Linked DNA regions of Mus musculus: regions 1, 3, 4, 5, 6 and 7 are each linked to region 2. The links are chromatin contacts, called in public HiChIP or PLAC-seq and promoter capture Hi-C maps. All regions are on one chromosome and are shown on one strand. Each heading gives the region's core, a stretch centred on a gene start, on an enhancer-like site or on the middle of the called end of the contact. The rest is flanking DNA. Distances are from core to core; before and after follow the strand shown. Region 1 holds the start of Tmem208 (transmembrane protein 208). Region 2 holds the start of Nfat5 (nuclear factor of activated T cells 5). Region 3 holds the start of Atp6v0d1 (ATPase, H+ transporting, lysosomal V0 subunit D1). Region 4 holds the start of Slc9a5 (solute carrier family 9 (sodium/hydrogen exchanger), member 5). Region 5 holds the start of Ctcf (CCCTC-binding factor). Region 6 holds the start of Prmt7 (protein arginine N-methyltransferase 7). Region 7 holds the start of Nfatc3 (nuclear factor of activated T cells, cytoplasmic, calcineurin dependent 3).

Region 1 (3,397 bases), core at 516-3,015, 2.0 Mb before region 2:
AAGAGAGTAACCATTAGAGGCATGTGACTTCTCTCAGCTTCCGTGTCTGAAGTATATGAAGATGTGAAGGCATTTTAAAACCACCTAGATCAGTTCTTCAGGGACTGGATGGCTGTTAGCAGCATTTCTACCTTTGCAACATCACCATATTAATAGCTCCAAATTTTATCCAATGGAGCTAGATTCCTTTTACAGTTTCCTTCTATGTTCAGCCTTGCTAATCCATATATAGTCCAGTTTCAGTGCCCCTCGTGAAAAACCTGGGTTCACCACTAATCTCACAGTCCAGACCTCCATGCCTGGTTGGGCCTGCTGCTCCCAGAACACCCCCAGCCCATCCTCACTACCAACACAGCATCTCTTTTCCCGTATGTGGGGCTCTTTCTGCAAAGTCCTTCTACAGTGACTTCACTAGCCCCGCTGTGTTTTCTCCTTTCTTCTCAGATGCTAAGTACATACGCAGTACTCACCCAGTATTTACTGGACTAAAGATAGTCCTTTGCCTCTACTTTCACCAAAGGTTTGCTCAGGGAAGGGGTGGGGGATAAAGGAGATTACTATTCAGAGGAAAATGACTAGGACCAGAGAGGAGAGACATGAGGAAGAGTATGGATGGGACTGGGATGACTAAGCCCCCATCCCTAGGGGGCTAAGAGGGAAGACTGGACTAAGAGAGTGGCTGACCTATCTTCTGAATGATCAACCCTGGGAGCCATGCTAAAGGACAACATGTCTTAATGGAAAGGATCATACATAATTCATTATCCTGAGAAATGCCTTTCTAGCACTAGAGGAGTAGAGATAGGGGTGGAGTGGTCATCCCATGAGAGCACCCCAAAAGATTACTACTACTGGTAACCCATGGGGTTTACAGGGATGAATAGATACCTTCTGGGGCCAAAAGGGAATAGGATGTCACGACTCAAGGGAAAAGGCCTGACTTCCTAGGGCAACGAGAGGGGGTTGCCAACCCTCAGGGCAAAATGGATAGAGAAGCCATTTCAAAAAAGGTGCAAGACACAAAGCCTGCATCTGTATCTCCTTGCCCCTGGCTAAAGGAACAAACACCCCATGGGGTTGAATAATACAGGGGCAGCCATCACTAGGGGTCTAGAATGAGGAGCAGGCTTGTCTTACATTAAGGACATTGGGTATGGTCCCCAGAACTAGGGGGCGGGAGCAGTCTATTTCCAACTGCGAGGACGGTGGGGGAGGGGTGGAGGAAATGGAACGACCATTCCAAGGGGCCAATGGGGATAAAATTGATTACCCTTCAGGGACGGTGGAGCGGACATCTTCTAGAACTGAGGGGGAGGGAACGGCCATCTCAAGGGAAAGGGATGGGCAGTGAGTCCGTCCTCATTGAGGTGACAGAGCAGCCATCTTCTGGGGCCAATGGGTAAAGAGGGAATGGTATCCCAACCGAAGGGGTCGAAGTGGCCCCAAAGAGGACCGTTACCCAGAGTTTTCAGGTCGTGGGATCCGCCGGGCGGCTCGTTTCCGCCTGGCGGGAGGTGCCGGGCGAGCTGTCAGATAGCCTTTCCCCAAAGCTCGGGACCCCGAAGGCGGGGCCTGTCCCCGACCAAGGCCTGAAGGACCGCTCGCTTCCTCTCACCTCCAGAGGCAGCGAGTCCGCCATCGCAGTTCTGCCGTCTCCGCCCCCACGCAAGGTTTTCTGGGAAGTGTAGTCCCACCGACTCAGGGGGCGGGGCTTCGGAAGGAAATGAAATCCACTTCCGCCCAGGAGCGAACGATTGCGCTCTTTACCGGAAGTGCATGTGCTGCCGATGTGGTGTCTACTGACTGCAGTTCCAGTTACTCGCCCTTGTTTCAGTGGCTGGGTGTCTGCTGCGCACCATGGCGGTAAGGGACAAGGCGTGGTCTGCACCGGCAAAGCTTTCCCGATGTTGGGAAAGTAAAAACAGAAGGGCTCGAAGGCATAAGGCACTGGGCCAGAGAGGGGCGCCACCCAATGGACTGTGCTAGACCGAACGGGATGCGGGGAGAGTGGCCGTGCAGGACTACACCAGGACTAGTGTTGGAGGCTAGGGCGGGCGCGGGCGAGGGTAGTTGCCAGTTCCAGATCTAAACCACTACCCCAGAGGGACGCCATTAAGTTCCGCTGGAGTTTTCCCGGAGAGGATCTCAACCCAAAGCTGAACCTTACGAGGAAAGCCAAAGAAGATACTAACGTAATTTGAATTGTTTTGGGGTGAGCATTAGGCGATCATAACTGGGGGTACAGTAAAGTCGGTGTCCTAACTATATTAGGAAGATGGACTAGAGGAGTGGTCGGTATCTCAGGGATTGCTAGGGTTGACAAAGCACGCTAAGGACTTGGCTGCGGGGTAGATAAAGCTGCAGGTAACCAGGCTGGTACAGGGAGTGAGGAGGACTGAGGCAAAACAGCTCTGACAGCATCTCACCAACCCTCCGCAGCCCAAAGGAAAAGTGGGTACCAGAGGGAAGAAACAGATATTTGAAGAGAACAAAGAAACTCTCAAGTTTTACCTTCGGATCATACTGGGAGCCAACGTAAGTTGCTTGCCTTGTGCTTTCTCTGCCCTCTCATTCCTATCTGATTAGGAGCGCTGGCAAATGACAGCCAAGGCTCCAAAAGAGAACGTTGTAAAGAAATGAAGCCAGGCAGACACCAGCCTGTAATCCCTGCACCAGGGAGGCTCAGGCAGAAAGATGGGCGGTTTGAAGTTAGCTTTGAGTAACAAAGAAATCCTATCTCAAAAAAAAAAATTAAAAATAAAAATAAAAAGGGGTGATGGGGTTAATAAGTGAAGCTGGCCATAGTGGCATATAACTGTATTTCTAGCTATTTGGAAGACTGAGGTCAGAGTGTTGAGTGGTAACCAGAGCCCCACAGAAAGACTGAAGTCTCATTCGAGAGAGTGAGAGCAGGTGTAGCGCCGTGGTGGAGCCCTTGGCTAGGCTCTGCCAGCATCGCCAGCAAACACTGCCCTCCTCCCCCCAAAGTATCCAGGGACTGAGTGGTCAGAGCACTTGTCGCTCTTACAGAGGACCTCGGTTCCACTCCAGGGGCACCACATGGTAGCTCGAAACCTTCTCATTGAGTGGATCCAATGCCCTCTTGTGACCTCTATGGTACCAGGCACAGCGTCAGGCACATGGTGCACATAGATACATTGCAGGCAAAAACACTCATACATGTAAAATGTATTTTAATTTTAAACCATTTAAAAAAAAAAAGTAGCCAGGCACAGAAGAAATATGAACTAGACATAGAAGCAAAACATGAAGAAATGAAGGGGAAACAAAGCAAAACAACAATAAATAAATAAAAAGTCCCAGCTGAGATTTGTTATACTGAGGCCATACCAAGCTTATACATGTTATACTAAGGCTACTCTTCCTGGACAGATAT
Region 2 (3,334 bases), core at 50-2,549:
AGGAAACAGTCTGTGGTGGAGGTGAGGATGTGTTTTTGCAACGGAAACTTTTAGCCCCCGAGAACAGAGCAGCCAAAAAAATCTCATTTACATGTTTTCCCTCCATTCTCCCTTAGCACAGTGAAAAAAATGAAAACCCGTGTGGAAGAGTATGTTTGCTTACTTCTCTCCCCCTACCCCACGCACGCGTGTGCATTACACACAAGCCATGTGGACTCACATGATCCCATTTTTAAATTGTCTTTTATTTTCCACTCCGGAGTAAATTCGACCATTCACTATCAGAGACATCATTATACATAAACTTAAACAACAACAACAACAAAAATCAAAGCCAGGCATGGTGGTACTCTTCTGTAATCCCAGCATTCGAAAAGCTGAGTCAGGAGAACTGCCCTAAAATTGAGGCCAGTCTAAATCTACACAGCGAATTGCAGGCCAGCTAGACCTACATAACAAAATCACCTGTCTAAATAAATAAATAAATGCAGTCGCCGTAAATTTGGTGTGGTGGGTAACGTGGGGGGAAAATATTTTCATTAAAAAGAATCAATAGCCGAGCATGGTGACTTCTGACCGGCAGGGGCAAGCACAGCTCTGTGAGTTTGAGGCCAGCCTGATCTACATAGTGAGCTCCAGGCCAGAGTGGGCCAACAGAAATCATCAACAACAAAAAAATCCACGAACAGGAACAACAACAACAAAATCCACAAACAAAACTTGGTAACTCGTGATGGTGGTGGTGGTGGTGAGTATGGCTTGCCCTTTCTTAATTAAAAAGTGAGTCTGATAGCCCCTTGACCAGCTCACTGCAGACACTGCTATGAAAAACCCCGAAGGGCCCGGTTGCTGTCCAAGCTGTGGAACTCCATTCCCCAGTGCTGAGCTCCAGCGAGCGGGCCTCGATCGCTGCAAGTCCCTGGAGGGCTTTTCCCCTCCTGGCTGACATCCAGGTCCCCCAGGGTCTGTGTCCTCCTAAGTACACCACGGAGCAGGGCCGGCCGCCTCAGGCTCGCCGCCACCAGGTCGAGGCAAAAAAAAAAAAAAAAAAAAAAAATCTTTTCCCTTCTCAGGGCCCCAGAAGCCAGGCCGCCTCCCTCCACCCTCCCTGCTGGCTGGCGGGGCCCTTTCCCAGCCCGGGATCAGCAGCGGCCGCAGCAGCGACGGCAGGAAGCGAAGCCCTTGTTGATGCTGTTCCGTGGCGCGCCTGTCCGCCCTCCGCCGGCCGCCAGGCTCTTCCGGGCTCCCGGACCTCCCCCCCTCCGCGCGTGCGCAGTGCCCCACGAGGGGGCGGGGCTCAGATTCCTGTCAGCGGCGCCGGCGGTGGCGGCGGCCGTCAGTGTGCGCTGAGGAGAAGCCCGAAACGGACCCGTTTGGCTCTCCCTCTTCCCCTTTCCCCGGTCCGAAGCTTCTGGTCTCTGGACTCACCGGGAGTCAGTTCTCCACTCCGCAGAGCTGTTCCCTCCACTCCGCCGCCCTTCTCATCGCTCGGCCGGGTGGGAAGTGACTGCCCTCGAGGAGGAGGAGGAGGCAGCGGCTGCCGCCCTCGCCTCACCGCCCCCGGTTCGGTGCCCGCGGATCCCGGAGAGGAGGTGCCGCCGCCACCGCCGCTCCCCCCCTCCCGCTGCCCTCGGGCCGGGCTGGGTCGAGCTGCGATGCCCTCGGACTTCATCTCATTGCTCAGCGCGGACCTAGACCTGGAATCGCCCAAGTCCCTGTACTCGCGAGGTGAGTCAGATGGGGGGGTGGGGGGGTGGGGCGTGGGGGCGGGGAGCGCGAGCGCGCGGAGTCCCGGGCTGGGGTGGGGGGGTCCCCCGTCGGGGCCGGGCTCGGGCGGGCTTGCCCCTCACGAGAGTCCTGGGCTGGCCGCGGAGGGCCAGGGGTGATCCCGGAGCTGCCGAGCGGCGCCCCCCTCCCCAGCGCGGCGCGGCGCGGCGGCGCGGCGGGGGGCTTAGGGTCCGCGCGCCCCCCAGAGTCCTCTGCGGTCCCGGAGGTTCGCAACCTGCCGGTCGGCGGGTCCGGACTCCACCACACTCGGCGGACTGCCGGCCCAGTCCTCCCCCGGCTCGGGAATCACCCCACTGGTCCCGCTGCTGGGGACACCGGGGAGGGGGGGTGGAATCGGGGCGCCGCGGCTCGTGTCCCCCGGACTCTCCTCTTTGGCAAAGTTGCCCCACGCCGGGCTGCGTGGCCCCGAGGGGCTTCGGAGCTCAGGGTCACCATTTTTTTTTTTTTCTCCCTCTGGTCTTGTTTGTGCGCGGTCGTCCTACTCCCCCCCCTTCCCCGGCCTAGTCCACTCCCTCCCCATGTCGGGACGGCCCCCCTCGGCCAGGCGTTCTTCCTTTCCTCGTCATCTTCTTGCCTGGAAAAGGCCCCAATCTTCTTTCTCTCTTTCCACCTCCGTGACATTCTAATTACTTCTCTTTTACAAAGATAGGGATGCCCTCCTTGGAGTACTTGTATTCCTCTCCCTGGAGTACCAGGCTCGGGCACAGTCCTGCCCTTTGAGAAAAATTCTCTTCTGTTGCTGTTCAAGGGCTTCGTGCAGAGAGGAGGCAATGAACAGAAAATCCCATTTAAAACTACTTTGGCTAAGGCCTGCAGGGGATTCCCAGCATCTAAAACATTAATACTTGAGGTGATCTCTGCTGGGGTTAAATTCCTACACTGGACACCACAAGAATGTGTCAGAACAGGTTCCCCTTGCAAGGGGTATCAAATCAAAAATGCCCCCATCTGTACTCATTTCTTATACCAGTGGAAGGAGGCTAAAGACAGTTCTTTTATATTTTTTTTTACAAATAAACCATGGTGAACCCTTTTCCCAAGAAATCCAGCATTTCTCCTATTTTTTTGGTTTTACAAACCCACCAGAAAATTTCACCTCTTTGGGGTAGAGAAGGACTAAGCCTGGTGTTAATGTATTTATATGAAGTGAATCAGAGGGATGTGGTTTGCCCTGGAAGGTGCTAGACTTTATAGACTACAGGCCATTGTCTGTTGCTTTGATGAATTTAGTTGGCAGTCACTATCCTGTAGGATGTTTTTCAGATATTACCTAAAGTAGCTTAGAAATATTGTAGTTTGAAGTGTCAGAAAGAAGAGAAAATATCAAGAGATGATCCTTAGAATAGGGCTAATGCACAATTGGATGCTAAAAATAGTCAAGACAGTAATACCATTTGGGCAGTAATCATTAGATAATTTTCCATGAAACAAATGCTTTATCAAAATCTAAGTTTAGCTTTAGAGACCAGTGTAGAAGCAACCCAACCTTCCTTTTGCAGACTAAACTAATATGGGCTTAGGCTCTTAAAAATACATAATAGTTATG
Region 3 (3,207 bases), core at 149-2,648, 1.7 Mb before region 2:
ATATTTGTGGTTTTCAATGGTCTTAGGTGACCCTTATGACCGTCAAAGGGATGGTGACCCACAAGTTGGAAACTGTTGCTTTAGATTTATGTGTTAAGAAAGAGGAACTTGGGGGCTGGCGAGATGGCTCAACGGTTAAGAGAACCGATTGCTCTTCTGAAGGTCCTGAGTTCAAATCCCAGCAACTACATGGTGGCTCACAACCATCCGTAAAGAGATCTGATGCCCTCTTCTGGTGTATCTGAAGACAGGTACAGTGTACTTACATATAACAATAAATAAATCTTAAAAAAAAAAAAAAGGAAAAGAAAGAAAGAGGAACTTAGCTTTCTGTCACTCTTGTGTAAGAAACTGGTGCCCTGCCGGGCGTGGTGGTGTGCGCCTTTAATCCCAGCACTTGGCAGGTGAATTTCTGAGTTTGAGGCCAGCTTGGTCTACAGAGTGAGTTCCAAGACAGCCAGGGCTACACAGAGAAACCCTGTCTCGAAAAACCAAGAAAGAAAGAAAGAAACAAACAAACAAACTGGTGCCCCAACAGTGCTGGGGTGGGGTGTGAATGCAGGTTGGGGCCAAATACTTGTACGTGAATTTCTGATTTACAGAGCCACCTCTTGCTTTTCCAAACAGTCTTGAAGACTCTACACAGCCAGCGGTTCAGAGCTGGGAGGAACCTCTCGCTAAACTGGCTTAGCAATTCCCCAGGACGACCCAACCCTCAGACCAACACCACCAAGACACAACGATTCTAAAGCCCTTGGGGGAGGAGAGAAGCCTTTTCCATCTAACTTCCCTAGGCACTGCCACCCAACAGGCCTAGGGTTGGGCCAGGGGGAAGAAGCTTGGAGGCGCACTCGTCGCGCCGGCTAACCAATCCTCGGGGACCCGTCCTTCTAAATTATAGGACTAGCTCGACGAGGTTAGAGGCAACCCGAGCCCAGGTAAACCACTGCGGTTCTTGAAGGCTTGTTTACGTCTGGGCCCCCGCGCAGAGCCGCAGCTAGAGGCAGACTCCTTCCTGACATGCCCACCATCAATCAGCTCGCGGGTTCCCAGAGGCCTCGCGTGCCCTTCCCGGCTCAGGGAGGCCCCCCTCAGACAGCCCGGACCCGCGGCTCACCCTCGAGCGTCTCGCACTGCACCAGGTTGAGGTAGTCCGCCTGGCTGAGCACCCCGGCCTTCAGGCCGCGCACTAATCCCTCCAAGTAGCCATTGTCCACGTTGAAATAGAGCTCCGGGAAGAACGACATGGCTGCGGCGGGGGTGGGAGGCGGCAGGGGAGGCGGGGGGCGGCGGGACCAGAGAGCCCCGATCTGCCCGCACGCAACTAGACTCCCCGGATCAGCTGACGCGGCGGCCGCAGCGGGCTGTCAAGTGCGTCAGGTGACGCACCGCGTCTCACGTGACCGCAGTAGGGCCTGGCTCTTAAATGGCTCCAGTTTCCGGGCACCCTGGCACGCATGCGTTACTCTGGAGTGCCCGACCGGCTATAACTGCCCTCCCGGCGCCTGCGCACTAAGGAAAGGCGGCCCTGGAGCGCCTAGCGGAGAGCAAAGAAAGGTCGATGATGGAAATCGACCGCGTGGTGGTGCTAATACCCTCAGGATGCGAGGTGGGCCCTAAGTTGAGTTTTCCTGGGTTTGGCGCTTCTGTCTGGCTTCATTAGGGCCAGCCGGGTAAAGCTGAGCGGGTGTGCTATTCCTTAGGCTGTCGAGGCTGTCTCCTACCAGACAGAAACCGAGGTCCAAGGAAGAGGAGGGGAGAGTTTCGGAGCCAAATGGTTATCCTCCAACTAGACTTTACACCCGGTAAGCCGCACTGCGCCCGCTTTCCCGGCGTTTGTTGCACTAGTTCTCTAGGACCGGGGTGTGGCCTTCTGATTTCCCCAAGGGGCCTGGTGCCTTAAACTCGCCCATATATGTGGTTCAGATGATGGTGTAGCTTAGACCCCGAGGTTATGGTGTGTGTGGTTCCAGCATGACGACGCCCCGACAACCCTTCGACAGCCACGTTTGAAATAACCACAGCTTTAAGGTTAAACCGTCCCATCCTTTATTCTCATCCCCTGCCTTTGCCCAAACAACATCCATTGGCTAGGTGCGACTACAGAGGTTCGTGGCCGTACCCAGCTTGCGGCAGTAGCAAAAGGCATTGAAGAAGCGGCAGTAGCACGTAGCGCACGGGTCGCAGCAAGGTACCTGCTGTCCCAAGCAGGACTCGTGCAGCCTTACACAGCGACGCGGAGAACGAGACTCGCGGTTCTGTGGATCTAGCACCTGCATTCGTAGGGGAATAAGGTTCAGGAAACTCTCAAACCCCGACCCCAGTAGGGTGGCAGTGGACTGAGGTCAGGGAGGGGCTGCAGTTCTGCCCAGGTTGGGTAATCCGGAAGTGGGGAGAGATGATGGTATCTGATGCGCCCTACCTTCTACTTTATCCCTTTCCCTAATGAGTTACCTCCGCCAAAGCTTCTGCCTTCTGCAGCAGAACTTCTTCTGCTCGGTCTGCAGTTGTCTTCTTGAGGCCATTCAGACTTAGACCTGGGGCAGAAGATGTGAGGGCCACACCCACCATGCACCAAGTACCCACCTCCCTAGGTTGGGATTGGGATTGGGGAAGGAGGTCTAAGCCTGGGCGGGCAGGTCTGTGGCCAGCAATGGTCGTTGCCCCACATATCCCCAACCTGACCATACTCACCTGGGAACTCTGGGAACAGAGCCTGGTCAGGCCTTCTGATGCCCTTCAGTGGAGCCACGCCCATCTGGACCCCCAGTGTGGGAGGCAGTGCCAACAGCAGAACACAACTCAGCAACATTGCAGTCAGCATGGCCTGGCTCAGCAGGAAAACCCCCATTTAGTCTCTCCTCATCCTTAGGGTACCCTACCAGCGCTGAGAGAGATGCTCCCAGAAAGTCCCAATTCCTGTATAGTCTTTGTGCTTACCTTTGCTTGCTGATCTTTGCCTAGGGATGTCCTGGTCTCTTGTGCCCTGAGCTTATATGGCAGTGCCTAATAAAGGGTCCACACGTGACTGCTTCCTGTAGCCAGGGCATGAGGTGCCTCCCTGGAAAATGGAGGCACAATTCAGGCTTTCTCCCTAAGACCTGAACCTTTGGGTGTTCTATTAGAACATCTCCAATTTGGCATGAGACAGCCAGGAACCAATTAAACTTTGGGAACAAGATAGGGTGTCCAGACCCCAAAATTTCC
Region 4 (3,200 bases), core at 168-2,667, 1.9 Mb before region 2:
CAGGAACCCTGGGGGGTGGTAGTGTGTATGCCTCTGGGAGTCCTGGCCCGGAAAAAGCAAGCCGGAAAGGGATGCCTGCGGGGAGGTGGAGGGGAGGCCAGCAGGAGGGGAGGGGTGGTCCTGCTGGACATACGGAAAAATGCCTCTCTAACTGAGCAAAGTCGGCCTAGGAACGTCGGCAACTAGGGTAGGCCAGCGGTTTAAAATTAGACTGATCCACCCCCTCCCTTCCAGGCGTAGGCCACCAGCGGCGGGCCTAAGGGACCATGGGGGCGGTGACGCAAAGGGCTTTCCCACCCGGGCAGCCTCCCATGAGCGCACGGCCGCTTCCAAGGGACTCCTCTCATCCTGGCTGGGACTCCAGTCTTCAACAGCGCTGGAGAGACTGTATTCCAAGGACCCAACCCAGCCGGTAGCCTCGATCCCTTCTATGATTGCTCCCTAAACCCGCCCCTCTTTGGGGCCCCGCCCCCGACTACCTGGAGCAGGTGGAAGTCTGTCCCTTCCCAACTCCACTTCCCCAATCCGCTACAACCACAGCAGCAACCCTGGCAAAGAGGCAGCGAGGGGACTCCAAGCACCTCTTCAGGAGGGCCTAACTTTCAAGGGAAGCCCGAGTGGAACAAATCACAAACTCTCATTTGGCTTCTATACTGTCCCCTCAACTTGAGTCTCCCCCTGTAGGCAGAGGAGCATAGACCTTAGGACCCCGGCCGGAGACTTTTCTGGAGGCGAGCACCCGCCCGTGACGATCTCTCTCCTAGAAGCACTGTCTGTCCACCGCCCACCTCAACCTCCGCAGCGCCCCTCACCTTAAGAGGCGCCCCCAGGAGTCGGTGCAGAGCAGGGATCTGCGCACTCAGGGGCAGAGCCCCGTCCAGGCTGCAGGTGGGGGCCCGGCGTGGTTCCGGGAAGTTGGCACAAGCGAAAGGGTCGGTGTCTTCCAGGTACTGCACTCTCACAGTTACCACGGATACTGGGTCCCCATCCCCGCGCTCTTCCTCGCCCGCCATGGCTCTGCCACCGGCTACCGCTGGACGCCTCTTGTGTCCCCTGCAAATGCTGCAACTTCAACTCGACTAAACTTTGCTGTTAGGGCCGGGCCAGGCTGGGCCGGACGCTCGCGGCTCGAGGGGCGGAGCCAGATGAAGGTAGGACCAAGGAAGGGGGTGGAGCCAAGACTGAGCGGCGAGCGCGCGCTCGGGGTTAACCACCGCCGGAGGCGGCGCTTGGGCCAGCCACTCAGAGAGCTGGTGATCCCGTTAGTTCCATTGCTAGGAGGGCGGGAAAACCCGAGCTCCCGCTCCGCCTCAGAGCAGAGGGCGGGGAGACTTTCTTTAGATTTGGTATGGGCGAGGCTGCAGCGGATCTTTGTAAGGATTTTTAGGGCAGATGGGGGGGGGGGGGTAAATCTCTTCGGATAATCTGGGTAGCTGGGCCACTCTCAAGGGACGAGATGGGACTAATTGCTAGCTTGAAAGACAAATGAAAGCATTTCTCTCATTTGGGGAAAGCAGTAAGAAGAATCTCTTTCAATGTGGAATAAGAAGTGGAAATAGATTTTATATTTGAAAGAAGAGGTGGATTCAGTCCCCTTTAGCTGTGGGGGCAAAAAAAAAGAGGACGGGTGCTCTTTCTCGAAAAAGAATGGGATGAGTCACTGTGAGGAGGCAGGTAGCACATGTTTTTTCGGCTTGGGTGATGAATGAAAAGTGGAGACATTCTTCGGTTTGGGGCGAGATGAGTCAAATGCCCCAAGTTGTTCCTAATTTAAAGGGAATTCCATAAGGTCCTCTCAGATCCATGGAATAGGCAAACAGTTCCCTGTAGTTTGAAGGAAAGGGAAGGCGGCGCCTCTGGGCTCTGGAGAGATGAGGAATAGCCAGCTTTTCAGCCTGGAAAGAGCCGGGTCCGTCCCGGCCTTGAGGTTTCTGGGTACGTTGAGAGCACCGTTGTCCATTAGGCTTTCTGGGTGTGCCCAGTGCGCGTGCGCAGCTGTGGTCCGGTAGGGGGGTCCCAGGTTTTGGAGATCGTGCTGGAAGGCGGCAGCGCACCGCCCCCTGCGGTTTTCTCAGCTTAGCACTGGGACCCGCAGCCTGAGCACCTGGGACGGGTGGCCCGCTGCTGGGCGGTGTTCTGCAGTAGCTGCGCTTGTCTCTGCTTCCCGAGACCCCCGTCCTTCTTGGTGCTCCGGGACGCGGTGGCTGGTCACCTTTCTGAATCCGGAGGAGAGGCGGTTTAGGAGAGCACACTCGAAAGAGTGGGTTTCAGGACTCGAGGGGTTAGGAGGGTTATGCTGGGGAATTTCCGGAGATGAGATTAACCTAGAAGAGATGGAGGAGGGGATCCTAACTGCTAGGATCCTGGGCAGGGTCTCGGGGTCCGGACCTGGCCTGGGGGTATCGGAGCTCGGATTGGGGGGAGTGAGCCCCACGTGCCTGTGACGCGGGGGCGCCGGGTAGGCGGCGGCAGCGGCGGCGGCGGCGGCGGCAGCGACGCGGGGCCGGCGGCCGTGCAGTGCCCGGAGGACAGCAAGATGCTGAGCGCCGCACTGCTTCTTCTGCCCGGGTTGCCCCTGGCGGGGGCGGGGGCCACAGAAGAACCCACCCAGGAGTCCGGGCCGTTGGGTGAGCCTCCTCCAGGCTTGGCGCTCTTCCGCTGGCAGTGGCACGAGGTGGAGGCGCCCTACCTGGTGGCCCTGTGGATCCTGGTGGCCAGCTTAGCCAAAATCGGTGAGTGTGTGTGTGTGTGTGTGTGTGTGTGTGTGTGTGTGTGTGTGTGTGTGTGTGTTCGCGCGCCCGCACGCCAGGCTAGCGGCCCGCAGAGGACCCGCCCCCAAGCCCCTAGGTCTCCAGATTTGCGTCTTGCATTGTGCGGGGACTTAGGCTCCAATTCCACAAATCTGGGTTCTCTCCCATTTCCTGCTCTCTTGTGGGTCTCCCTTCTTGGTTGGTAGTTCAGGGGATTTGCCTTCCTAAGAGCTGCCTGTCGCCGCTCTCCTCTCACCGTTCCATCCTTAGACTCTTTCCCCCAGTTTCCCCTTCCCCTTGCAGTTAGCTCTCCTCAATAAACGTCAGTAAGGCCTCTCCTCCAGACGTCCAGCTTCTCAGAAACCTGTCAGCAATGAGGACGCAAGGGGACACTGAAGGGATGATATTCTCCTGGAAACCCTAGGCATTCTGGTTCTGAGAAATTTTCCT
Region 5 (3,214 bases), core at 97-2,596, 1.7 Mb before region 2:
TAGCTAAGCCTCTGGCTGAACTGTACCGGAACTCTCAGCATCTGAAAACCAGAAACCTCTCTTCCTGCCTCAAACTTACTTCTGGTCTTGGATTCTACAATCCAACAGTCTAGACTTGTCTTTCTGTTTACTTCCTTGTCTATTATCCTCTTTCTAATCTTGGACTTTCTCTTCTATCTTTCCTCTAAGTCCAGTCATGGAGGGAAGCTCCACAACAGTGGGTGAATGGACTCAAGATGTTTAAACACATTTGCCTTAGTTACTGACATCTGAACAGTGGGATCTTACATGCTTCTAACTTTCCGATTCTTTTGGGGGGAATAAACAATATCTATTGATAATGGACCAGCATACCCACAACACAGCCCAGATGTATATGAATAGGGCAGAAGCTTGCTGCCAGGTGCATTTGTTATCCAAACAGCTAAAGCAAGAGAACTGGGACTACAATCCCGAGTCACATTCCAAGGCTATGGGGGGCGGGGAGAGAAGATGATTAGAACACCTGCCAATAGGGTCTTCCCGGGAAAGGGAAGGGATTAAGTACCACCGACTGGGAACCGAAATAAAAAGAACAGTCTTAAAAACTTAGACGTTCACGGTGCCAAATACAGCTAAACACGACTGCTGTGGTGTGGTCTGCTATATCTCCGGACTGAGGTGACTCTGTCCCGATTCTCTTAATTTCACATTCGGTTTTCTAAGGCCCTTTTCTTGGGAGGAAGACTACTAAGATCCCCGGGCGAAGCCCCTAGCAGTCGATCTTGAGCACTGGGCAAGTGTCGGAGAAGTGAGAGAGTGCGGGAACTCACTGCATTTGACTCGGCGGCGGGACAGGGTGCAGAGCTAACCCCGGGTGGGAGGAGACCGGGCAGGGTAGAACCCTGGCGCTTCCTCAACCCCCACGGCCCCAGCCCCGCGCGCTTACTTCAGCTCCCCGTCGTCCTCCCGCCCTTCGCAGCTTGGAGGGAAAATGAGCGAGCTAAGGAAATCAGGGCAACTAGGCGGAGACCCGATCGCCCAGAAGCCGCCAGCCTCCGCCCAGGGAAGCCCCACCCCAATGGGAACCAGGCCGCCTCCGCGCCGCCGGCAGAGCCCACGCGCGACCCGGCGAGGGCGCGGGAGGGCGCGTGCGGCGTGACGCCGCGCCTCGCGGCGCATCCCCGTGACGCCATCGCGCCGGCTTTTGAAAGTTGGCGCCCGGGGCCGCCTCCCATGCTGCCCTGCGCCAACCCCTCCCCTCACCTTTCCTCCCCCGCCCTCGTCGCCGCCGGCCGGCCCCCCCCACCCGACTCTTCCCTTATCAGCACCCGCGGCCCCGGCAGCGCCGACGCAGGCGCACTGCACCGCGCCGCCGCCATTTTGTGTCCGAGCCTGTGGAGCGATTAAACCGTGCGCGGAGCTGCTTCTTTGGCGGCAGCGGCGACCAGCAGCAGCCGGTGCGGGCGCGCGGAGCCGGCCGGGGACGCCAGGTGGCCGGAGCGGTGGAGCGGCGGCGGAGCGGGCGCCGCGGGGGGTGTGGCGCGAAGGTAAAGGGGGCCCGGGGTGGAGGAGGTTTCGCGGGCCGCCTCTAGGTGTCACGATGGGGCCGCTCCGGTCGGCGCTGGCTGCAGCCCGGCGCCAGCGCCAGCGCCGCCGCCGGGGGGTGTTTGTCTCCCTCTACCGTCCCTGCTGCGGCGCGGCCGCCGCCATTGCCCGGCGCCGCCGCCAGGGCCTGGCCAACCCCCTCCACGCCCGCCCGCCCGCCCGCTAAGCTTCCCTCCTCCCAACATGGTAGGCCTCTGGCGGCGGTGGCGACAGAGGCCTGCGCGCTCGGCGACTCCATTTTCCTTCCTTTGTCTCTACCCTCGAGGCCGGCTTTTGGCCCGGCTGATCTTCGGGCCACGGCCCGCCCTCTGCCCCTCCCGCGACGGATACCCCTTACCGAGTCTGGACCCTCTGAGGCTCGGTTGCCGCCGCTTGCTTCGCCTAGGGGTTCTGAACCCTCGGCCGGCCGCTTAGCCAGGTCCCGGAACCGTGTGGGTGTCGGGTCCCGACCGACGCGCCTCAGACTCCCCATCTTCAAGTCCAGCCGGTCCCGGAACCTACCCGATCTCCCTGCGTTGCTTCTCCAGCAGCTGGGGTGCTCTCTAGTCTCTCGTAGTCCGATCGTCCCCGCTGCCGGTCTCCGTCGCCGCCGAGTGTCGCAGGCGGCGCTGCTGTGGCTGCGAGCAGAGGGGACCCCTGAGCTGCCGAGAGCTCCCTCTGCAAGGCTGGCTGAGCTGCTCGCGCCTCGACGCCGCCCGAGCGGGCGGGGGAACGCGCGCTCGCCGCCCCCGCCGGGCCCCGCTGCGCCCCCAAACTCACGCCAGGGCATCGCGCGGGACCCGACCGGTGCGGCCCCCAATGGTGCGCGGAAAAAGACACGAATTCCTGCACCAAAGTAGTTTTTCTCCAGCTGTATTCGCACTCTTTCAGCCCCTTGAAACGATAGCAGTCAGACTTGGTGCGCTCAGAAATCTCAAAAGGGACTGAAACTTAATTTCACTCTCATCTCAAGTGATGTGATAAACTCATAAATTCGGGAGCATGGGCTGGTTGCGATGGTACAGGCGACGCTGGAGTTTGCCTCCTATTTAAAATGTCCTGACGCTAACTTTGCACTCCACTTAGGACCTGATGCTCTAGGGCTAGGCTAAGACAGTTCAGCCCCTCTCTAGAGATCGTGCAAACCGATCTAATGCGCCAATAGGGTAGAATGAACTTATTCATGACTGGACTGGTAATTTGACTGTTGGATGAAATGTGAGGGTTGATGTTGTAATTGGATCCTGGGTCACTTGCAGCAGATGGTTTATAAATTTCTGTGCCTAATGTAACTACTCTTTAGTATCTGACTTCCTGTATTGAGTTTAGCATTAAGTAAACATTAGCAAAGAGACTTAATACTTTTTTGGAGTTTAGATCAACTAAGAAAGCTAAAATTCCAAGGCATCCATAGGCAGGAAAAGAAATTAAACAGGGTATTTATCCTGGCATTAAGTCTTTTGCATTTAAAAGCTTCCTTTGATAAACTGCTGGAGTAACCTTTTCGTACCCACTCTAACACGGATTTTCTTTTTTTTTTTTTGGTTTTTCGAGACAGGGTTTCTCTGTATAGCCCTGGCTGCCTTGGAGCTCACTTTGTAGACCAGGCTGGCCTCGAACTCAGAATCCGCCTGCCTCTGCCTCCCGA
Region 6 (3,193 bases), core at 365-2,864, 1.1 Mb before region 2:
TTATTTTTTTTTTTGTTTTAATCCCAGGTGTGGGGATGTGGGGCTGCTTTGAGCTGTCTAAAGCAGCTGACTATGATTTGCCTCATGCCCTAGCAGAAGTGGTTTTTGTCAGCTGTAGATAGTTTCTGTGACATTTGGAATTCTGGGAACTTCTCAGAGGGTATATATAAATGCTAGAGCCCCGTCTTCAGGGAGGTTGGAGGCAAATTGTTAGTAGTCTGACCATACACTGCACCAAAACCTCCAAAATTGTGAGCTAAAACTCCTTCCATATTTACCTCATTTTTCGTAGCAATGACAGTTTAACATCATCTCTAAATACTGTATATCTTTTAAATAGCCAAATCCACTTTCAAAAGGCCTACATCAATTCTGTTTATTTATTTTGATACACGTTCTCACTGTGTAGCTCTGCCTGGCCTTGAAAGAAGAGATCTATTGATCCATGCCTCTTGAGTATTAAAGGCCTGATCAATCACACACAAAGTTTTTGTTTTTTGCTTTTTGTTTTTTTTTTTTTTGGAGACAAGGTCTCACTATGTAGTCCTTTTTGGGCTGGAACTCAGAGATCCACATGGTACTGCCTCCCAAATGCTGGGAGGGAAGGTGTGTATTACGACACAAGCAAAAGAGAAAGAAAGAAAACCAATCCTAAGGGGCGTGGGTTGCACATGCTTACTTATAATCCCAGCACTGGAGCGACGGAGGCAGAACTGCTGTGTGTCAGAGGTCTGCTTGGGCTCCATAGCCCGTACTATGTCAACCAGAGCTACACAGCAAAACTATCTCAACAGAACAAAAACAACAACAGAAATCAGGTAAAATGAGGTCAACTCTTAGAGATGGATCATCCATTCTTAAGCTTACAGTGTGTATGCTCTTCATTACTGCCTTTGGGAGCAGAGCAGACATATACAGTACTCACTTTGCGGCAGTCGGTGGCAGCAGCCTCTGGGTTTTCCTCCTCGTGGACCAGGTCCAACAACTGGAAGCCCGCATCCCCGACAGCTTCTGACCCACACTGAGGCTCCAAACTGTTCGAGGTTCCCGAGGATCGGTGGCTGGAGACCACCCTGTAGCGGCCCTCTTTACGGACCTCGCGCACCGAGGCACGAAGATCGCGGCGGATACGCAGCTGGCTGCTCCGGGACGGGCGCAAGGCAGCCCGCACAAGCTGCTGGATTGGCTCCTCCTGAGGGGCGTCGGGAAAAGAGATGACTGCGACACGGGCAGCGTTCAAAGATCGCTCCCACAAAGAGTCCATTCACCCTTCTCATACCTGGGATCGCACGGTGGCAACCAACTGGAAGACATTTCTCTCCGCCGCCGCCGCCTCCTGGCCCTCTGGCGTCTCCCGAGCCGCCGACTCGACCTCGCTGCTCCGGGGGCGTTTACAGGCCAGCACGAGCGCCTCGGCGGGCTCCGCGTTGCGCTTCCGCTTCACGCGCAACACCGCAGTCCTGCCGGCCTCCATAGCGGCGATCGCGGAGTACTGTGGGAAGGCGCGGGGCGCGACGGGATGTCCATCCAGTTCAGCGGGCGGGGCCTCACGGAACGTCACGCTACGCCTCGACGCCCCACCCACAGTGGGAGAGGCAAAATGGCCGCGGGAGTGGCGGCGAGTGGATCGCTTCCCACAGCGGGTGAGCTGTTGGGCTTGCTGGGGAGGTTGGGCCGTGGCTGGGCCTGGGTGCAGTCGGTCTTCCGGCCTCATTTTTAGGGCTCTGGCGTTGGGGATATTTGGGTTTCCGGTGTACTTATCTTCCGGGCTGCTCCAGAGTCCACGTGGAGTGGTTCAAGCACCCTGAGCAGGTCTGCCGCAGCGGTCCGCGTGGGTGACTGTCCTTTCTCAGACTGTCGCCGGGCGCAGGACTTGTGTCAGAAGCCTCGCCCCAGTCACTCACACCGGGCGGGACCTCAGTTGTATGCAGCGCCCCTAACCCAGCCGGGAACGGTTCGGTCCCGGGACCGTTCGGGCGGTTTTGCTTCGGGATGGCTTTCTCAGTTCGTATTCTGAGCAGTTTGGGAACCATTCAGTTCACGACACTCACCCGGAGAAGCGCCAGACGTTTGTGTGCCCGAGGTGGACATGCTTTTGATTAAAACACTGGAGTGGCCCTCAGTGCATTTTTAAGTGTGTTCTTAGTGAAACCCTAGCGACATCACAGATAAGCAAGTGTCCTTAATCTGTTGCGGAATAACCACTTCTGCGCTTTTACTGTATAATGTTAGCTCATTGCTCGGCTTACCCTGCCTTCTCACTTGCCTTCACTTGAAGGCTGGACCCCGATGGACTTGTGGGGCCTTTTTAATTATGTAGGAATTTCTGAAAAGTGGCGAAACTTCCAAACAGCCCTATATATTTACTGTAGGCCCCCCCTCACCCCCAAATTTTTCTTCAGACAGGAATCTCATTGTGCAGCCCTGACAGGCATGGAACTCATAGAGATGGTCCTGCCTCTGCTTTTCTAGTGCTAGAATCAAAGACATGCAACGACACGTTGTTCTGTTTTGTTCTTGTTTTATGACAAGGTCTCACAGCATTGCCCAGGATGGCATCAAACTTTAGATCCTTCTGCCTCAGTTTCCTACGTGCTGAGATTTTAGACATGAGCTACCACAACTGGCTTTTATTATAGTTTTTGATGGTATATCCTATATAAAAAATGAAAATTACTCTTGTCAGAAATATCAAAATACTGGTTAATTTTCTTTTGAGATGGGCTGTCACTATGTAGTTCTTGCTGGCCTAGAACTTACTATGAAGACCATGTTGACTTTGAACTTACACAGAGATCTGCCTGTCTCTGCCTTCCAGACCTGAGATTGAAGGTCGATGTTATCATTAATAAAGAATTGTAAGTAACTTTGACATTTTTGTCTGTTTCTTTATTTTTTTTTTCTCTTTGTTTTCTTGTCCTTTCTCTCCATCCTAGGCATTATAATTGATTAGGTTTCTGATATCAAGATATCTTCCTAAGAAGTAAATTAACAAGCCTCACGTTTCTGTGCAAACACTGAGGAGCCAGTTGGCACCATGAAGGTCTTCTGTGGCCGTGCCAATCCTACCACGGGATCCCTGGAGTGGCTGGAGGAGGATGAACACTATGATTACCACCAGGAGATTGCCAGGTACCCAGGGCTGCTGCTCAGCTGGCTGCAGGGGTGCAGGGCTCCTCCATGTCAATTTAGG
Region 7 (3,145 bases), core at 621-3,120, 1.2 Mb before region 2:
AGTCCTTCACTTTTTGTTTTAAGGAAGGATCTCCTGTCCCTAAGCTGTCCTCACACTCACTATGTAAGATGATGATGGGGGCCCGAGCATGGTGGCACACGCCTTTAATCCCAGCACTCGGGAGGCAGAGGCAGGTGGATTTCTGAGTTCGAGGCCAGCCTGGTCTACAGAATGAGTTCCAGGACAGCCTGGACTACACAGAGAAACTCTGTTTCAGGAAAAAAAAAGAAGAAGAAGAAGGAGGAGGAGGAGGAGATGATGAGCTCCTGATCTTGGCCTCTGCCATGTGAGTGCTGGCACTCCAGCCATGTGCCATTAAGTCTGACTGCCTCCTCTTCCTGCTGATCTGAATGCCCTTAGCCAAGTGTTCTATAGAGAAGTGACTATTATAGTCTCCAGCTTAGCATCACCCAGTGACCATGCCCACTCATACAGCATCACCTTTGGTTTCTGATCATTGGTCCTTCCATGGAACAAGCTTTGCTCGTCTTTTGCTTGGATCTCCAGTTTCTACTACTCCTGTAGCGTGTGGGTGGGTGTTCAATGTCCTCAGAGCTCCTATCACAGCTCTAATCTCTTTGCACAGTAATTATATATTTGCTATTCCTCTCTCTCTCAACCCTGATGGGAGACTATCTCTGTATCTCTGTGTCCCTCATAAGTACTGGTAAAGCCCTGAGCAGGAATAAACCAGTCCAAGATGAATGGCTCACGAGCTCAGAACATTCCTTGCTCTTCTGACCCTAGGCTTAGCCGGGGTCCCCCTGAGGCTCACTTAGTAGCCCAGGAATCACTGAGATGCAGAGATCTTTGCAAGGAGCTTGTGCTTGCTCCATTCTCCCAGGGGCTTTTGTGAGTAGTATCAGACTTGCTGTCGTGGAGGAGGTGGTCACTGGCTTCTCCCAACTCCTTCTCTTAATCATGCGCTAAGTAAACAAGACTGAGTCCCCAGACTCCAAGGGATGGTGTCTTGGGCCATCTCATGTCTCACCGGGGAAGGCAGACTCTTTGAGGTGAAACCAAGATTGAAAGCCGGTTCTTTTTGACAGCGTCACTTCCTATATGTGGGCTTTCCTTGCTCGGGTGTCACAATGCCTTAGTCTCACGGTTATGTACTAAGATGCAGAGGCCAAGAAGGGTACTTTTCTCTGTGTCTGCTCAACTTCCGTCAAGGACCAGACCTGGTCCCTCTGATTTAGGTGAGGCCTAGCTAGAATGCATGGCATCCTCTCCGGGCCGGCTTGAGGGGACAAAGGCACAGCCACTGAGACGGGGCCCCACCCCAGAAGGGTGGCTCTGAATCGACTCCAGACTTGTCTCGCAAGGTTTTCTTCGGCTCCACCCTAACCTACCCAAAAGTTCGAACCAATCCCTGGCCCTCTCCAAGTTACGCCATCGAAGTTGGTATGGAGGGATGCGGGGGATGAGTGGTAACTTTTGAGGTGGTCTAACGAACGTATCCACTCTAAACTCAGCTATAAGTGAAAAGTACCTCTGTGGGGCCAAATATCCGGACACCTATAACCCTGGCGCTCTGCTACCCACTTCCTCGACATGAGCTCCGCCCGATGAGGGGGAAAAAGATAGTCTCCAATTGGCCTACGTGGGTTCCCAATCTAATTAGACAGCGCTATTGGCCCTACCCTGGTCTTGGTTTAGAAACTGCGGAAGAAAGAGAGTTTTAACTACAACTTCCGAGAGGGAGCAGGGCTCTGGCGCTTCTTGCTCACGTGACTTCCTCCTCGCAGAGGACTCACGCGATAGGTCGGTGAGGAGGCGGGGCCCGTGGCTGTCAGCGGGGCCAGCGGCCTATGGGCTGCCCCGTCGGGCGGGAGCGCGGCGAGGGGCGGGGCTGGGCGCGCTGCAGGGCGCGGGAGCGCGCCGGCGGCGGTGGCGGCAGTGGCGGCGACTGTGGGGGTGGGGGGCGGGGAGCCTTGGTTGAGGCGACCGTGGCTTTTCTGCACCCTCGACCGGCGGCGGTGACGGCTCCCGGTGCGGCGGGGCGCTCGGCCAGCTTTCTAGGTCGGAACGGAACGCTCGGCCTCGCGGGCCCCGCCCGGAAAGTTTGCAGTGGAGCCGCGACCTCCTGGCCGGCGCGGCCCAGCATGAAGCGGCGCTGAGGAGCCGCCGCGGCCGCCTGAGGAGGAGGCGCTGCACCCCGGGCCACGCCGATGACTACTGCAAACTGTGGCGCCCACGACGAGCTCGACTTCAAACTCGTCTTCGGCGAGGACGGGGCACCAGCGCCGGTGTCCCAGGTCTCGCGGCCTGCAGGTGGGTGCCGGGCCGGCCGGGACTGTGGAGCGTGCCCTCGCCGCGCTCCCGCCAGCTCGCCTTCCCCTCGGTCCCCCTGGTGCGTGCGGGTGGCGAGGAAAGCCCGATTTAATTTGAGGAGGAGAAGGAGGCGTGTGGTTCGGGGCGACGTGGAAGTGTCTTGGCTGCGAGCGAACTAGTAGGGAACTCGACTCCGAGAGGCCAGTGGCCGGCGGACGCCCGGGCTTTGGAGGCAGAGGTTGTTGGGGCCAAAGCCCCAAGAGGTTTCTGGTTGTCGTAGCTGTGCCAGCGTGGTGCAGAGGAAATGTCTCCGAGAAGTGTAAGCGCACTTCGCTGTCTTTAGGCTAGTTGTAAAATTCTTTATTTGAAAGATGCGTGTTTTCAAATTCCACTTTAAAAAAAAATCTACTTTGCTAGAAGAGCGAGTTCGAGTTAGTGTCCACTTGTGTAAATTTATATTCCATCCACGCTTAGTTTCAAGTATACTATAACGGACCTTTCTGAAAACTGGGTTGTTTTGCTTGGGCAAAGTGTTTCTGGAGATTAAAAAACAAAAACAAAAAAACAAGATACGTTGCCTTTTAAAATTACAGTTCTCCTAGAATGTTCTAGAAGGCATTTTTTAATAATTTTAAAAAAAAAAGCTCTTCTCAGAAGATGTTTTAAAAGATAAGTTGGGAAAGCTGGACACCATAATGCTTGCGGGTCAAACCAGTCAGTAAATAGAAACAGGATGATGACTGGGGACTTAACTCTCTCCTGTGACCTGGTTTGGAATAGTGTGGTTCGTTAAGTTCAGCTTCCCTATTACATATGCAAGAGAACTTAGAAAAAGAAGATGGATAAGAGTATTCATGTTTATTCTTTCCAG

What was found. Promoter capture Hi-C pulls out the DNA fragments that hold promoters and counts their contacts. HiChIP or PLAC-seq counts read pairs in DNA pulled down with a chosen protein or histone mark.
Region 1: a contact with region 2 is called in a promoter capture Hi-C map of pre-B cells, with 4 times the contacts expected there. The contact joins the promoter of Tmem208 here to the promoter of Nfat5 in region 2. A contact is called at or near these places in 1 of 39 promoter capture datasets (pre-B cells) and 1 of 115 datasets of contacts at active chromatin or transcription factors (bone marrow-derived dendritic cells).
Region 3: a contact with region 2 is called in a promoter capture Hi-C map of pre-B cells, with 2.1 times the contacts expected there. The contact joins the promoter of Atp6v0d1 here to the promoter of Nfat5 in region 2. A contact is called at or near these places in 2 of 39 promoter capture datasets (liver and pre-B cells).
Region 4: a contact with region 2 is called in a promoter capture Hi-C map of liver, with 2.8 times the contacts expected there. The contact joins the promoter of Slc9a5 here to the promoter of Nfat5 in region 2. A contact is called at or near these places in 2 of 39 promoter capture datasets (liver and pre-B cells) and 1 of 115 datasets of contacts at active chromatin or transcription factors (thymic regulatory T cells).
Region 5: a promoter capture Hi-C map of liver shows a contact between it and region 2, with 2.4 times the contacts expected there. The contact joins the promoter of Ctcf here to the promoter of Nfat5 in region 2.
Region 6: a contact with region 2 is called in an H3K27ac HiChIP or PLAC-seq map of bone marrow-derived dendritic cells, with 4 times the contacts expected there. The contact joins the promoter of Prmt7 here to the promoter of Nfat5 in region 2. A contact is called at or near these places in 1 of 39 promoter capture datasets (liver) and 1 of 115 datasets of contacts at active chromatin or transcription factors (bone marrow-derived dendritic cells).
Region 7: an H3K27ac HiChIP or PLAC-seq map of bone marrow-derived dendritic cells shows a contact between it and region 2, with 4 times the contacts expected there. The contact joins the promoter of Nfatc3 here to the promoter of Nfat5 in region 2. A contact is called at or near these places in 3 of 115 datasets of contacts at active chromatin or transcription factors (astrocytes, bone marrow-derived dendritic cells and pancreatic cancer cells).

The regions. Positions count from the first base shown.
Region 1 is chr8:105,324,612-105,328,008 of GRCm38.p6, forward strand. Tmem208 (transmembrane protein 208) reads left to right here and starts at 1,766. Exons shown (of 6, transcript NM_025486.3): 1 at 1,766-1,863; 2 at 2,440-2,535. The coding sequence starts at 1,858. Lrrc29 (leucine rich repeat containing 29) reads right to left here and starts at 1,657. Exons shown (of 7, transcript NM_001368408.1): 1 at 1,616-1,657. The coding sequence starts at 1,639.
Region 2 is chr8:107,292,171-107,295,504 of GRCm38.p6, forward strand. Nfat5 (nuclear factor of activated T cells 5) reads left to right here and starts at 1,300. Exons shown (of 15, transcript NM_018823.2): 1 at 1,300-1,728. The coding sequence starts at 1,656.
Region 3 is chr8:105,564,666-105,567,872 of GRCm38.p6, forward strand. Atp6v0d1 (ATPase, H+ transporting, lysosomal V0 subunit D1) reads right to left here and starts at 1,399. Exons shown (of 8, transcript NM_013477.4): 1 at 1,118-1,399. The coding sequence starts at 1,247. It overlaps Agrp (agouti related neuropeptide), which reads right to left. Exons shown (of 5, transcript NM_001271806.1): 2 at 2,941-3,061; 3 at 2,695-2,827; 4 at 2,455-2,537; 5 at 2,030-2,273. The coding sequence starts at 2,824. The coding sequence ends at 2,091. Gm38250 (predicted gene, 38250) reads left to right here and starts at 1,515. Exons shown (of 4, transcript NR_168532.1): 1 at 1,515-1,609; 2 at 1,704-1,805.
Region 4 is chr8:105,346,841-105,350,040 of GRCm38.p6, forward strand. It overlaps Slc9a5 (solute carrier family 9 (sodium/hydrogen exchanger), member 5), which reads left to right and starts at 1,418. Exons shown (of 16, transcript NM_001081332.1): 1 at 1,418-2,732. The coding sequence starts at 2,537. It overlaps Fhod1 (formin homology 2 domain containing 1), which reads right to left and starts at 1,130. Exons shown (of 22, transcript NM_177699.4): 1 at 813-1,130. The coding sequence starts at 1,013. Gm46049 (a long non-coding RNA gene) reads left to right here. Exons shown (of 4, transcript XR_003947441.1): 4 at 235-816.
Region 5 is chr8:105,635,192-105,638,405 of GRCm38.p6, forward strand. Ctcf (CCCTC-binding factor) reads left to right here and starts at 1,347. Exons shown (of 12, transcript NM_181322.3): 1 at 1,347-1,529. Gm5914 (predicted gene 5914) reads right to left here and starts at 2,283. Exons shown (of 2, transcript NR_151742.1): 1 at 2,089-2,283.
Region 6 is chr8:106,209,440-106,212,632 of GRCm38.p6, forward strand. It overlaps Prmt7 (protein arginine N-methyltransferase 7), which reads left to right and starts at 1,615. Exons shown (of 18, transcript NM_145404.1): 1 at 1,615-1,643; 2 at 2,937-3,132. The coding sequence starts at 3,038. It overlaps Slc7a6os (solute carrier family 7, member 6 opposite strand), which reads right to left and starts at 1,494. Exons shown (of 5, transcript NM_001007567.2): 1 at 1,280-1,494; 2 at 926-1,192. The coding sequence starts at 1,474.
Region 7 is chr8:106,057,720-106,060,864 of GRCm38.p6, forward strand. It overlaps Nfatc3 (nuclear factor of activated T cells, cytoplasmic, calcineurin dependent 3), which reads left to right and starts at 1,871. Exons shown (of 10, transcript NM_010901.3): 1 at 1,871-2,274. The coding sequence starts at 2,172.